2 separate regions of the Mus musculus genome follow, and region 2 is linked to region 1. A link is a contact called in public HiChIP or PLAC-seq data. All regions are on one chromosome and are shown on one strand. The core of a region is the stretch at or near the end of the contact, and the rest is flanking DNA. Distances in the headings are between cores, read along the strand shown.

Region 1 (6,314 bases), core at 636-3,135:
GCTCACAACCGTTTAGCACTCCAGTTCCAAGAGATCTGACTCCCTTTTCTGGTCGGACTTTACACACAATGTATATACATAATGCAGGCAAGCACTCATACACATAAAAATGAAAATAAATAAATTATTAAGTTAAAACATTTTTTAAAAAAAGAATCAGGCCACACATGGGCCTGTAACTACCTCACTGTGAGGGTCAGAAACAGAAGGGCTTTCCAGCCAGCAGCCTCGTTCCAGGTTTGTGAGAAGCCCTAACTCATGGGGATAAAGCAAGCCAAGCAAAGTCCTCCTGTGGTCTCTCCTCACCTCACACACACAGATAGCACACACATACTGATATACACACTCACACATATATAACATACATACATACACACACACAAACTGATATACACACATACATATAACACACACAGATACACAAACTGATATGCACACTCACACATATATAACATACACACATACACACACACAAACTGATATACACACATACATATAACACACACAGATACACAAACTGATATGCACACTCACACATATATAACATACACACACACAAACTGATATATACACATACATATAACACACAGAGACACACACACACAAACTGATATACACACATACTGATATATACACTCACACATATAACACACACAGATACATACACACAAACTGATATACACACTCACATACATGTAACACACACACACATGCCTCACAGGCCTGTTGAATCAGAATCTGAACTTTACTAAGATTCTTGGGCAGTTCTTGTACACATTAACGTCGGCGTGTGTCACTATTTTGTTTTCATGGCTACATACTCAGGAAGGATGTGTTCTATGATGAAAATGTACCTGTCCAAGTCTTTCCCACAGCTGGGTATTCAGGTCTCGTCCGTCGTTCTCTCATTTCTTGTCAATGCTGTGTGCGGCCTGTGTCCCTTAAATTCTGTTTGTTTATTTTCTTTTCAGGACAGGGTCTCATGTAGCCCAGGCTGGCTTGAACCTCTGATCCTCCTGCTTCTGTATCCTGAGTGATGTAATTACAAGCACGTAGCACCACACTCAGTTTTATGCTTGAGCTCAGCATAAGCCTTGCACACACATTGTTAGGTATTCATCGTGCCAACAGAGCTCCCCTTTAAATTCTTAAAGTGGGCTTTTTGAGTAAAAAGTCTTAAAGTTTTGAAGGGGGTGGGGTGGATAGGGATATAGTTCAGGTGATAGAGTGTTTACCCAACACATGCAGAGGCCCTAAGACCCTTCTGTTCTAGTGCTGTTGTGGAAAAGGGGCTCAGTTTACCTTTCTGGAACTTTCCACACTGCCAGGCCCTGGTAATCTTGTATCTTTTAGCCAGCAGATGCACGAAAGCTTTACCTCAGAGCTGGTGCTGGCCCACCAACTCTCTAGTGCTGGGTCTTGACTCATCAGGCTGACATTTCTCTGTGTGATCACTAGCCATTCCATCGCGCCTGGCTACTCGTCCACTGCAAGCCCACCAAGAGAGCGAGAGATGCTGCCAGGGAAGAGAGCCACGCCCAGCCTTGGTACAGAGTCTGACAGATAGACGACATTAGTGTTGCCGTCTGGCTGAAGCACAGTGAGCGAGAGCCAAAACGCAGACTGAGCCTCGTGCAGAGTCCAGGCTCCAACACCAGTACCCAGCCAAGGCCACACCTCCCGGTTTGGCAAGGTCTGGGGGTCTGCCGCCACCCAGGCAGGGCACCCTGTGGTTCACCAGACCAGCAAGCAGGCCAGCCAGGTGTGCCGGGAGGGGGCGGGCGGAGCAGGCAGCCAGGACAATTCAGGGAAGTGGCCCTGTGCTTTTCAGAGGCCTGCCCCAAGAAGCTTTGTGAATCACCCACTAGCCACAGTTATGGGAGGGGGGGACGAGGCAAGAGGAAGTGAGGCGCTTACTCAGCCCTCTAACTGCACGTGGCTGTGTTTGCTCCCTGTCCCCTCCTCCCTGCCACACAGCTGGGGGAAGCAGCATCGGGAGGAAAACGGGAGGAAACGGGAGGGGGGTCACACCCTTCCCCCATCTCCTGCAAAGCTGCACCTGTGCCCCACCGACCCTGCCACCTGTTGCTCAGCTGAGTGAGCAGGGTGAGTCTGGTTCCCAGTTCCAGGCAACAAAGCCTGGAGAGGCTCATGGAGTGGGCAGGCCTGAAATCGACCGTATCCTACATCATGGGCCTTCCATTGTCTAACTTGATCACTCGAACTCTGTGTTCTCTCTCTGGCAAACAAGAAAATAATAGCTCAGAGAATGTGCCAACCTGGAGGTGACAACCTAAAGATGCGAGGGTCTCTGCTGGCAAGCCCTTTACACAGTAGATCAAAGCTGAGCAGGTGGTTCCTTCACTAAAGTGCTCGCCGTGAAGACTGGAAGGCCCGAGTTGGAGCCTCTAAACTCAAGTGAAAAATCAGGGCATGGCAGTGCCTACCTGCGATCTCAGCCCCAGAGAAGACAGGCCAATTCCTGGGGTTTGCTGGCCGGTCAGTCTCGCTGAACTGGTGAGCTCCGGATTCAATGGAAGAACTCATCTCAGAAAATAAGATGGGGTGGCTGAAGAGGTATGTCAGCAGTTAGGACTACTCATTGCTCTTCCAGAGGACCCGAGTTTAGTTCCTTGCACCCATGCTGGAAAGCATCCAACTACTTGGAACTCCAGCTCCAAGGGATCTGATGCCTTCTGGAGTCCTCGGGCATACACACGGTGCTTGGCATTCATTCCTGAAGCTATACCACATGCACATATGTTATGTGTCCCTCCACCTGTGCACATACACACACACAGACAATGGGGCACGAGCGAGATTAGTAGGTACAATAGCAGCTCATTACTAGATGAGAAGAGGCATAGATCGGCGAAGGAAAGCACTTGCTCTAAGTCAGACAGACTCAACCTCAGTATTTGATGCCAGTGCTCACATTCTTAACGGCTCCTATCTCACCGGGTGACCCTTTCAAAGCTCAGTGGGCAAAAGGAAGGCCCAGTGTCCTCTGTAGACTCTGCTCTTAGCCTCCCATCTTCCACGTGAGACCCGCAAGCTGCCTGTGCGGTCCAGCAGGAGTCCCTGGCCATGGGTTTCTGTCTCACGTCCTTTTCTGGGTGGCCAGACATCCTCAGGGACAACCCCTAAGATGTGTGTCTCTGCCTGGCTCTTTGCCACCCCCACTCTAATTTCATTTGGTGTGTGTTTCAGGTTCCCCTAGGGACCAAGAGGACATGGGTATGAAGTGTGGCAAGTTCCTTGTCATTGGACTTTCTGGAGGTATTTCTTGTTGGGGAAACCAAGTTACCACACAGAAAGGAGGATCGCATCTCCCGGCTGTGAGCTGAAAGGGACGAAGGAGAAGCTGAGTGTAAAAGAGACAACCACTTTTTTTAGGGTTGGTGGCTGAAGTAGGGGCCTGCCTACAGAGAATGAGGCAGCCCTGGGCCCCTCCTTGCCTTCCGCCATCAGGCTGGGCAGCCCTAGGTCTGTAACAGCAGCTGTTGCTGAGGCAAGCTGTTGGCTTCTCTGGAGAGTAGGAGAAAGGAAGAGTTGCTCTTAGAGTTGGGGCACGCTGCATCTCTAGTCGGCACAACCATTCATCCTCTGGGTTCCTAACCAGAGTCCCTCCTGTCCCTTGTAGGGCTCCAAGCCAGGCCTCCAAGACCTTTTGCAATCAGGATGAAGTCAGCCACCAGCTGTCATGGTAGCATGCATCTCTTTAGCACATCCCAGAAAGAGTGCCAGGAGCTCAGAAACTGTGTAGTGATGGGTAAGCCCATGAATGTGCCAGGAGCAATCTCATAGACCAAGCCTCAGAAAGGGGCCCTGTTTGGCCCACTGCTTTCTTTCAGTTCTTGCTCTTCCCGGCAAAGTCTCCTGGGTCTGGCCTAACTAAGTTGGATTCTAGCCAAGCTGGCCAGCCTCCAGGTGGATTCGGGACAGACAGCTGGGATGTTGTGTTTCCCGCTCCAAAGAAATGGGGGCTGGAGATGGGGCCACCACAGGGCTGCTCAGTTCCAGCGGGGTGATGAGGTCAGGGATGGGTGGACTGGCTCTGGTGGAAGTTTCCCAGGGAGGAGTTGTCAAAGGGTCAGAGGCAGGTTGACCCGGGCACCTCTACCTGTTCTCTGTCTGGATGAGGAAACACATGTCTGTTGCCTCTGAGATCTGAATGGGTTTTCACGGTCTTGGAACACCCCTCGATCCTGTGTCCTGCTGATGGCTTTCACTTAGGAAGACAGCGTGGCCTTCCCTGTGGCCAGGCCGATGGGGCCTGGGGTAGTATCAGGCACAGTTTGTAGCCTCTTTCTCATTTGTCTCTGGGGACTTTGTCATAGCTGCCTGGACTCCACAGTTCTGGCACAGACGCAGTGTTCAGCTCCTCAGGACAACCTGTGCTTGGCTCCTGGGGCATACACAAATGAGTAACATTGTTGCCCCCCCCCCAGCCATGCAGCTGCCAGGTTCAGTTTGGGTCACCCTTCCTGTCCCTTCCTGCCTAGACACCTCTGCTCCATCTCTGAGGCCATTCTCAAGAGGGAAGCTGTCCTTCCCTGCATTACTCCAGCCCAGCCTCTTAGTCTCCCCTCACGCTCCCTTCTCTCTGCGGCCTAATCTGGGATCCCTTGGCCCAAAGCATAGGGCAGGCTCCGGGTGACCGAAACCTCCCAAAGAGCCGCTTGGATCCTGACACCATTGCTCCAGAATGCCCCAGGCTCCCATTGCAAAAAGTCCTTTGATGTTCTTCAGCTTGGTCACCCTGTGGAATCCACCATCCCAATCAAGTCTCCACTGAGCTTGGCCTCTGTGGTGTGCGCCACTGGCCCTCCCTCCCCTTGGAACAGCTGTTACCATGGGTCACCTGCTAAAACTCTCTCTGCCACAAGACCTGGGGCCTCCTGGTCCAGGGAAGCCGATAGCTCCCAAAGGCTGTGGAAACCCCTCTTCAGAGTCCCCAGGTGTCTCTCTCACCTTAACCATGGTAGCCCAGTGGGTTTTGAACAACCCCTACTGCATCTTTCCAAAATGTTGAAGGTGGAAGCTGCAGCAGCTAACGGCTTACCACGGGTGTTTCTCTCCTAGGTGTATGTCTGTGTGCGTGCATGTGTGGTGTGCCGCTGTGTTGGGATGAACATATGATATGAATGAGCATGCACACAGAGACATGTCCTACATGTGTGTTTGGAAGTGTGTATGACAATAAGGTGCCTATGGGGCAGTGGGTGTACACGTGTACATGTCAACATGAATGTGCAGGTAAGCACAAGCCGGCATGCATGCCATAGGCCATGCGTGTGTCTATATGGATCGAGGGAAGGTGTTCATTTGTGGAGAGGAGGCGCTGCATGCCTGTGGGACATGCGGACTGATCGGCTTCATTGAGCCCTGCCCACGGGAGGAGGCCAGCTAGTCTGCTCTCTACCGTCCTCCCTCCAGGAGAGAGAGGAGGCCTGTGCAATGTGTCCTGCCCTTTGACAGAGAGAAATAGCATTCTTGTTAGGTTACAAGGCTGCAGCCATGAGCAGCTTGGGAACGGCAGAGGGGTGACCTCACAGTGTCCTGGTCCCTGGCCTCCAGGCCTCAGCATCTCTTCCCTCAATGAACTGCTTAAGTCTATCAGGAGATGTCTGCACCGCCCTGGCCCCAGGCAGCAGGACCCCTCTCATAACCTGGCAGGCGTTATGAGTGGATGCTGACAGGTCAGAGTACCCGGGAGGCAGAGATTTATGATTGTCCATTCTGGGGAGTGAACTTCAGAAGAGCAAAGCAACCAGTTAGTGCTGGGGAGGGGCTTGTACTAGACCACCTCAGACAAGACAGGAAATGCAGTTCAAAGGGATGTTGAGGAGTCAGAACTTGGTAGGTAGCACGTGTCCTCTGCAAAGACAGCTCCCAGGAGGCTGAGGCAGGAAGGCCAAGAGTTGGAGGCCCGCAGGGACAACACAGCAAGAGCCTGGCTCTGATGGATTAACTATAGGAAGTCAGATGTAAGGAAGAGATCCTCTACTGACAAAGGCCACAAGGCCTGCGCCTACAGAGATTCAAGACCCAATCTGTATCCACCCAGAGCAGGCAGGAGCCAAGCCCTGATGACTTTTGAAGTGTGTCTCCCACCACCCCTAACCCTGGCTCTGCCCAGAGTGGAGTGCGGAGCGGGTGACTGACAAGCACACTTCTGTGGACTGTTCTGAGAGTCTCTAACATGGCCCTCAGGAAATTCCCCACCCTCGATTTCTGCGGTCCCTCCTCGCAGCACCTAGTGGCTGCCCCAGCCATGCCCTCCTTACCTCGCTCCCTCTCTGCTGTTCCAG
Region 2 (6,549 bases), core at 311-2,810, 780 kb after region 1:
TTCCTACCCAATGTTTCTCCTTCATACCACAAGAAGGCACAATCCCTCCTCTGCCTCTGCCTCTCTCTCTGCTTCTGCCTCTGTCTCTCTGTCTGTCTGTCTCTGTCTCTCTCTGTCTCTCTTTCTCTCTCAGTGAGTGTGTGTGTGTGTCTCCCTCCTTCCCTCTTGGTCTCTCTTCCTCTCCCTCTTCTCCCTCTCCTAATGTCCCCCTCTCCCAACCCCCAGCCTTCTCTCATTTTTGCCTGAGACAGGGTCTCACAGCATTGTCTGGGCTTGTTCCTACGTGCTAGGGTTATGGGTGTGTTATTGTGCCTGGCTTTACATCTGTTACTGGGGTTGAGGCAGATTGAACCAGGGTCTACACATGCCAGTCGAGCGAGTTCTCTGTCACTAAGCTACATCCCTAACCTACATGCCACCACTTATTTTTTTTCTCATTAATGTAGTCACCATACAGATTTCACTATGACACGCTCATACATTTACATCATGTGTGTCCATAGTACTGATATCTGTCACCCTTTCCTGCTCTGTGTTCCCTGGTCCCTATCTCTTCCCAAGAGCTTCTCTCCCTTCTACTTCTTCTGAAAATCCTCGTTTTAAATATGAGAGAGAGAAAAAAACATAATATTTATCTGAGCCTGGCTTATTTTATTTAGCACAGTTATCTATAGTTTTATCTTTTTTGCTGAAAATGGCATAATTGTGTTCTTTTTAAACTGTTTTTAGTTAGCATACAAAATAATGGTGTCCATTATGACAATTTATATGTATCATCTTTATTCATATGTGTCATTTCCCACATATTTATTCCCCCAACTCACACACTGCTCTCTCTTATCCTCCTCCTTAATTCTCCTCCTTTATCTTTTTTCCTATCTCATGTGAGTATGTGTCTGAGTGAGTGTGTATCTGAGTGTGTGAGAACATATGTAAGTTATGTGCGTGTGTGTGCATGTGTTTGATTAAATCTAACCATTCTGTTGTTCTTTATGAATAAAACTTTCTATCACATTTATCTATTCATTTGTTGGCAAGCACTTAGGCTGACTTTAGAACTGCCACCATGACTTTTTAAAAATCAATTTTTTTTCTTTATGAAGATGACATCAGGTTCTTTAAGCAGAGCAATCAGTCCGCTTGCTGGCTTTGAACAGGAGCTAGGGCTTTCTCTGGTACTGTACCTTAAAGCACAGCCGGCCCAGTTGTGGCACCAGCTGCTTCTCTGCTTTTTGTGTGTGCCTCTCACATCCACATAACTGAACTCCAGTCAACACAACCGAAGAGATTAAAAGATAATAAGAGTCCTTAGCCTCGTGAGTTCCTGGATTGGACTCAGTATGAAAGCCAGAGCTTGGGCTGCCAACATGTGGAAGAGCTGTGCTGTGCTCCTCCCGGGCCCAGCCTTTGGCACCAGGACTGCCCTGGTGTGACTCTGCTGTGCTCACAGGCAAAGTTGTTTCAGTACCAAATAAATGTACATTCTATATTTGGTACTAGCTTGATGTCATACTTCCTTTCATAAATATTACAAACATACCCAGCCCCACCCTATGCCACAGGAGCCAACCAGCTAGACGCTGTTGTGTGATAAACACAGCTGTAGCACTGTACTGAAACTGAACTATGCAGTTGGGGATGCTGGGGCCGTGCTGAGTGGGAAAAGCATGTGTGAGGCTTTGGGTTCTGCCTCCAACACCAAAAGAAACAAAAAGGTAGCATAAATGTATGTTAAAAGCTGACCAAACAGCACACACTTGTGAGGCTGCTAAGTCCAAAACTGCTGAGAGCCAGCCTCCTGCCTACAGCTTTAGCCAGTAACATTACCATTCCCTAAACTGTACCCCCAAAGGGTAGCAGGCTGCTGCAGTATGACAGTACTTTAAGCTGCTTCCTTTCCTTTCCAAGTTAAATCTAAAACAATAAACATTTGTTGTCTGGATTCTGTGGGTGGGGAGTTGAGGAACAACTCAGCCACGTGGTTCTGGCTTGGCTTCTCCTGTGACCCAGTCAGGAGCGTGCAGCCAGAAGGCTCCAGCCAGCTGCTGCTTCCCTGGGGCTGTGAGGTCCTTTTCTGTTTCTGTGTCCATTTCTGGATGGCTCGTTCTCTCAGGGGTGGAGTTTTTGCTTGCTATTGCTGTGGGCAAGAGGCCCTGGCATCTCATCACCTGGACTTTTCCACGGGGCTTTCTTTCTATTCAGCTTACAACTAGAGTTGGCTTCCTCAGAAGATGGTTCAACAGAGAGTAAGGTGAAGCCGCAGGAGCTTCCATGACCTAGCGTGGCAGGCGCATGTTCTCACTTGTATTTAGTTCATTCTCACTGTTATAAATAGACATAACATGAAATTAATTTAATTTTTTATGTCAAAACAACATAAAATTTGGTATTTTAACCATTCCTAAGTATATAGTTAAGACATTCACTCTGTGCAACATCACATCATCTGTAGCTGTAGTTTTTTTTTTTATTCCGGAAAACTGGAAGGTGTCACCAAATAGTTTTCCTCCTTCTCCACCCCTGCCCTTTTAGAACTCCTGTTCTGCTTTCTGTCTTGCTAGTTTGACCACTCTAGATACTGGTAGAATTTCTCCAGTGTTTGCATGGCCTGTCATTCAACAGTACGCCTTCAAGGTTCATCCTTATAAATAACAGGTGTCAGAGTGGGTTGGTCTACGTGGTTGATCGACTTGTGGGTTCTGCCTACTGCAGATAGATGTGGAGGAGCACGGATCCCCTTTGGTGGCCCTGCTTCTGAGTATTTGGAGAATATACCTAGAAATGGAATTACTGGATCATGTGATACTTAATGGCTTTTTTCCTCAGAAATAATTTTTTTCTTATATAAAAACACTAGCTGATGGCCACAGTCAGAGCCAAGATGCTCTGGTGAGAGACTTTTATGAGGTAATCTGACAGAAACACTTAATACTTTCTCTTCCCAGAGGTCAGGGGTCATGTAACTATTGATGTCAGAGGTGGAATTGGAGGTGGCCTTTGTAATATTTGTACTAGGGACAGACCAACCACCGGCTGTGGCGTAGTAGTCATTAGATGAGATCAGGGGTGTTTAGGGTGGTGTATCTACAGAAGTATAGCAGCCTTTAGTACTGGCCATCATAGTACCACAAAGACTATGTACCCTAGCACCTAATAGGGATGCTGTGGGGCTCTGCTGAATACTATTGTTTCCAACATGGCCCCGCATGTGGTAAAAGGAAGCCAAGACAATGGTCATAAGGAGCCGGTTTCGCCTCCCTGACAGTTATCATGATTGAAGCAGCCATGGGCTCCCCGGTGTGACAGATGCCTTGAGCTGGCACTTTGGAGAGCATTGGTCTATTTCTGTGCAGGAACAGGACAACCAAACCTCACCTTTGATGGGACACGAAGCAATGGGTGTGCTCAGGGAAAAGACAGGGTCACTCACTGTCCCTCCTCAGTCCTGATGTCAGTGCTGTACCCTTGTAGAAGCTGTCTGGGGCTCTCCTCAGCCCTAGAGAAACCTGCCACTTGGCATTTTCTTGAAGGAGAAAGGCAGTGTCATTTTGAGGCCCTACTATCCTGTTTTCATAGCTACCTTGCTGGTTCCTATTCCGACAGTGGGGTCGTGGTCCCAATGCATAGGTTCCTTGCACTCCTTTATCCCCAGCAGCTTGTGACTTTGCCTTGTAATTGCAACCATCCTAATGGGTATAAGTTGGCATCTTGTACTTTTGATTTTGGTTTCCCTGGTAACGTAGGATGCTGAGCATCTTTTCCTGAGTGTGCTAGCTGTCATGTGTCTCTTCACCTCCTTTCCTTTGCCCACTTTAAAATCAGGTTTGCTTTATTCTTACATATACATTCTTTCCTTATTTTGCATACTAATTCCTTACTAAAGTTTTTATTTATAAATATTTTTCCATTCTGTGGATTGCCTTCTTCCCTTTTGAACAGTGAAAATTTTTAAAGATTTCTTTCTTTTTTTTTTTTTTTAATTTATTTATTGATTATATGTAAGTACACTGTAGCTGTCTTCAGACACTCCAGAAGAGGGAGTTTGATCTCGTTACGGATGGCTGTGAGCCACCATGTGGTTGCTGGGATTTGAACTCTGGACCTTCGGAAGAGCAGTCGGGTGCTCTTACCCACTGAGCTATCTCACCAGCCCAAGATTTATTTCTTGAGGGGTTGTGGTGCCTGCCTTTAATCCCTACACTAAGAGGCAGAGGCAGAGAGACTTCTGTGAATTAGCCAGACTCTTCTACATAGTGAGTTGCAGGACAGATGGAGCTACAAAAAAAGGGGTTCTGTTGGGGTTTTGTTTTTTGTGGTTTGGTTTGGCTTGGGTTTTGTTTGTAATGCATATGTGACTTTTGTCTGCATGTATGTCTATGCATGCATGTGCCTGTCTGACCCTCCAGAACCGGAGTTGCAGTGTTGGCTGCTTTGTGGGTGCTGGGAACCAAACTCAGATCATCTACAAGAGCAGCGAGTGCTCTTAACCCCCAAGGCATCGCAACAGTGTAATTGTTTATTATATATTATATATAAACATGTCTAATTTAGATGAAATACAGCTTGTCTCCTTTTTTTCTTCTATCTGAGACCTTAGAGTCAGACCTGAGGAACTCTTGCCAGCTCCAAGGTCAGCAAGCTTTGGTCGGTGTGGTGTAGTTTGAGTGCTCACCTTGGTTCTCTTGTTGACACAGGTGGGCCGGCCACTTCAGCTTGTGAGGGGGTTGCACAGAGTAGGAATGTCTGTCAGTGGGGCTCATGAGAATGAAAAGTTAAGTAATTCTGAGGAGACTGAGGCAGAAGAACTGATGCAGGTTCAAAGCCTCCTGGACTCTATGGTGGGCTCATGGATACCCTTAGCTACAGTGGAAGGCCCTGTCTCAAAAAAACCAATTGTTCAATTTAGTCTAGAAGTTGAGTGAATCTGTGTGGTTTGTAGTAAAGTTACTTGGCCCTTTTCTTCCCAGTGCTACCCAACTTGAAGTTCCATCTTCCAGAACCACTCTGAACTTTTAAAAAGTTGTTTCTTTTTGTTTCTGCCTTGGTATTTGTCATAATTTCTAATTTTTGTTTTAGATGCTATCCAAAACCCTTATCTGTTGTTGGTATCTGTAAGGATGTTTAGAGCTTTGTGTGGTTCCCCCAACATACACACTCTCCCTCTTCCCCCTCCCTTCTTCTCCCCACCCCACCCCCGCAATAAACTTAAGGTAGACTATTTGGTAGGTTCATCATTCCCTGACATTGTCATCATGGCCATGTCATTGAAACCTTGGGCTTCACTGCATCCTCTCGCAATGATGCTGACAGAGAGTGATCCTCTCTTTGTCATCCTATCTGTGCTTCCAGAAATTCTCTAAGTCTCCTCCCTAAGTCTGGCTTGGAACATGTGATTTGTCTGGTTCTGGACATCTTGCATAGGGTCAGAAAGAGCCACGTCTTTATTTTTATTTCTTTATAGCCTGAAACCTGGATATTCTTACCTTTACAAAGCTAGCCACACAAGCACCACATACAAGACTGCTCCATGTGCAGAGTGGAAGCAGTAGCTAGACTGTAGTTTGCTAAAGTATGAGTCTGCAATAACTCCTCTTACCATCCCACTGGTACGCTGCATCCAACTGGCATCTGCGCTGACGCTCTTGTACATGTCTGTGCACATGTGTAAGTCTGTCTATAGCACCAAGTCTAGGAGATGGGATTATTACATCCAGTGATAAATTCACTCGAACATTTTATAGCTCCTGTGAAACTGATCTCCAGAGAGATTCCCAGATAGGAGAACTGAAGCCTGCCCTGCTCACTGCATGCCCCACCTGTGTCTCCTGCCATTGAGCTTCCCAGCTATTCTGCTGGACCATGCTTGTCCTTCTCATTTTTAGTGATGGCAGACTTAGAAAAGAAGGGTGTTTGTTTGAGGCAGGAAGCCAGAAGGGTAAGGGTCCAGCAGGCCCTCGTCTTAGTCTGTTAGACTATAAAGCTTCACTGGTTCAGTCCCTGTGCTTAGATGCTTTCTCTCCTGCTTCTGCTCTGGAGTGACGTGTCCCAAAGAACCTAATCATCTCTGATCCCTCATTAGCCAAGAAAGTCAGCGAGCCCAGGAAGCTGAGCGCACAAAGCTTAAGGGGAATATTAAAGAGGAAGAAATGGTTTGATATATTTTTAGTATAGTGTGGAAAGGTAGAAACGGTGGGGGCTGAGGAAAGGGAGGAAGGTGGTTACTCCCAGTAATTGGAAGCAAATGCTGGCTGAGAAGGAGGCAGTACCCTCACTCTTCCTGTAAACCCCATCCCACAGAGAGCCAAGGCTAGGACGTGCTTTAACCCTTCCCTACCTGGACAGGTCCAGTGGCTGTAGAGGTGCTGTTCTCCAGGGAGGAGTCTTGCACACGAGCAGTTCCTGTAAGCCCTGGCTAGCATGGCTTCAGAAGGCAGGTGGGGGCAAGTGTTGATGAGATACGTGTACTGAAACTCCTCAGGCTGCCTGCCCCTCCTCTGAGGGCAGCTGGTAGTCTGTTGACCAATGGTTTACCAAGTTTCCATGATGACG

The links. HiChIP or PLAC-seq counts read pairs in DNA pulled down with a chosen protein or histone mark.
Region 2: a FOXA1 HiChIP or PLAC-seq map of pancreatic cancer cells shows a contact between it and region 1. The contact joins two enhancer-like sites. A contact is called at or near these places in 2 of 115 datasets of contacts at active chromatin or transcription factors (microglia and pancreatic cancer cells).

Annotation. Positions count from the first base shown.
Region 1 is chr12:85,190,971-85,197,284 of GRCm38.p6, forward strand. No RefSeq gene overlaps it. Among named protein-coding and RNA genes, the nearest start is that of Pgf, 17 kb to the left of the region's middle. Within about 2 kb of position 1,886, at least 155 of the 459 cell types and tissues checked have an H3K27ac peak or open chromatin away from gene starts, as enhancers often do. A contact at or near this core is called in pancreatic cancer cells, where this site is marked.
Region 2 is chr12:85,972,236-85,978,784 of GRCm38.p6, forward strand. All of the region lies in intron 29 of Ttll5 (tubulin tyrosine ligase-like family, member 5), which reads left to right. Among named protein-coding and RNA genes, the nearest start is that of Gm51989, 22 kb to the right of the region's middle. Within about 2 kb of position 1,561, at least 169 of the 459 cell types and tissues checked have an H3K27ac peak or open chromatin away from gene starts, as enhancers often do. A contact at or near this core is called in pancreatic cancer cells, where this site is marked.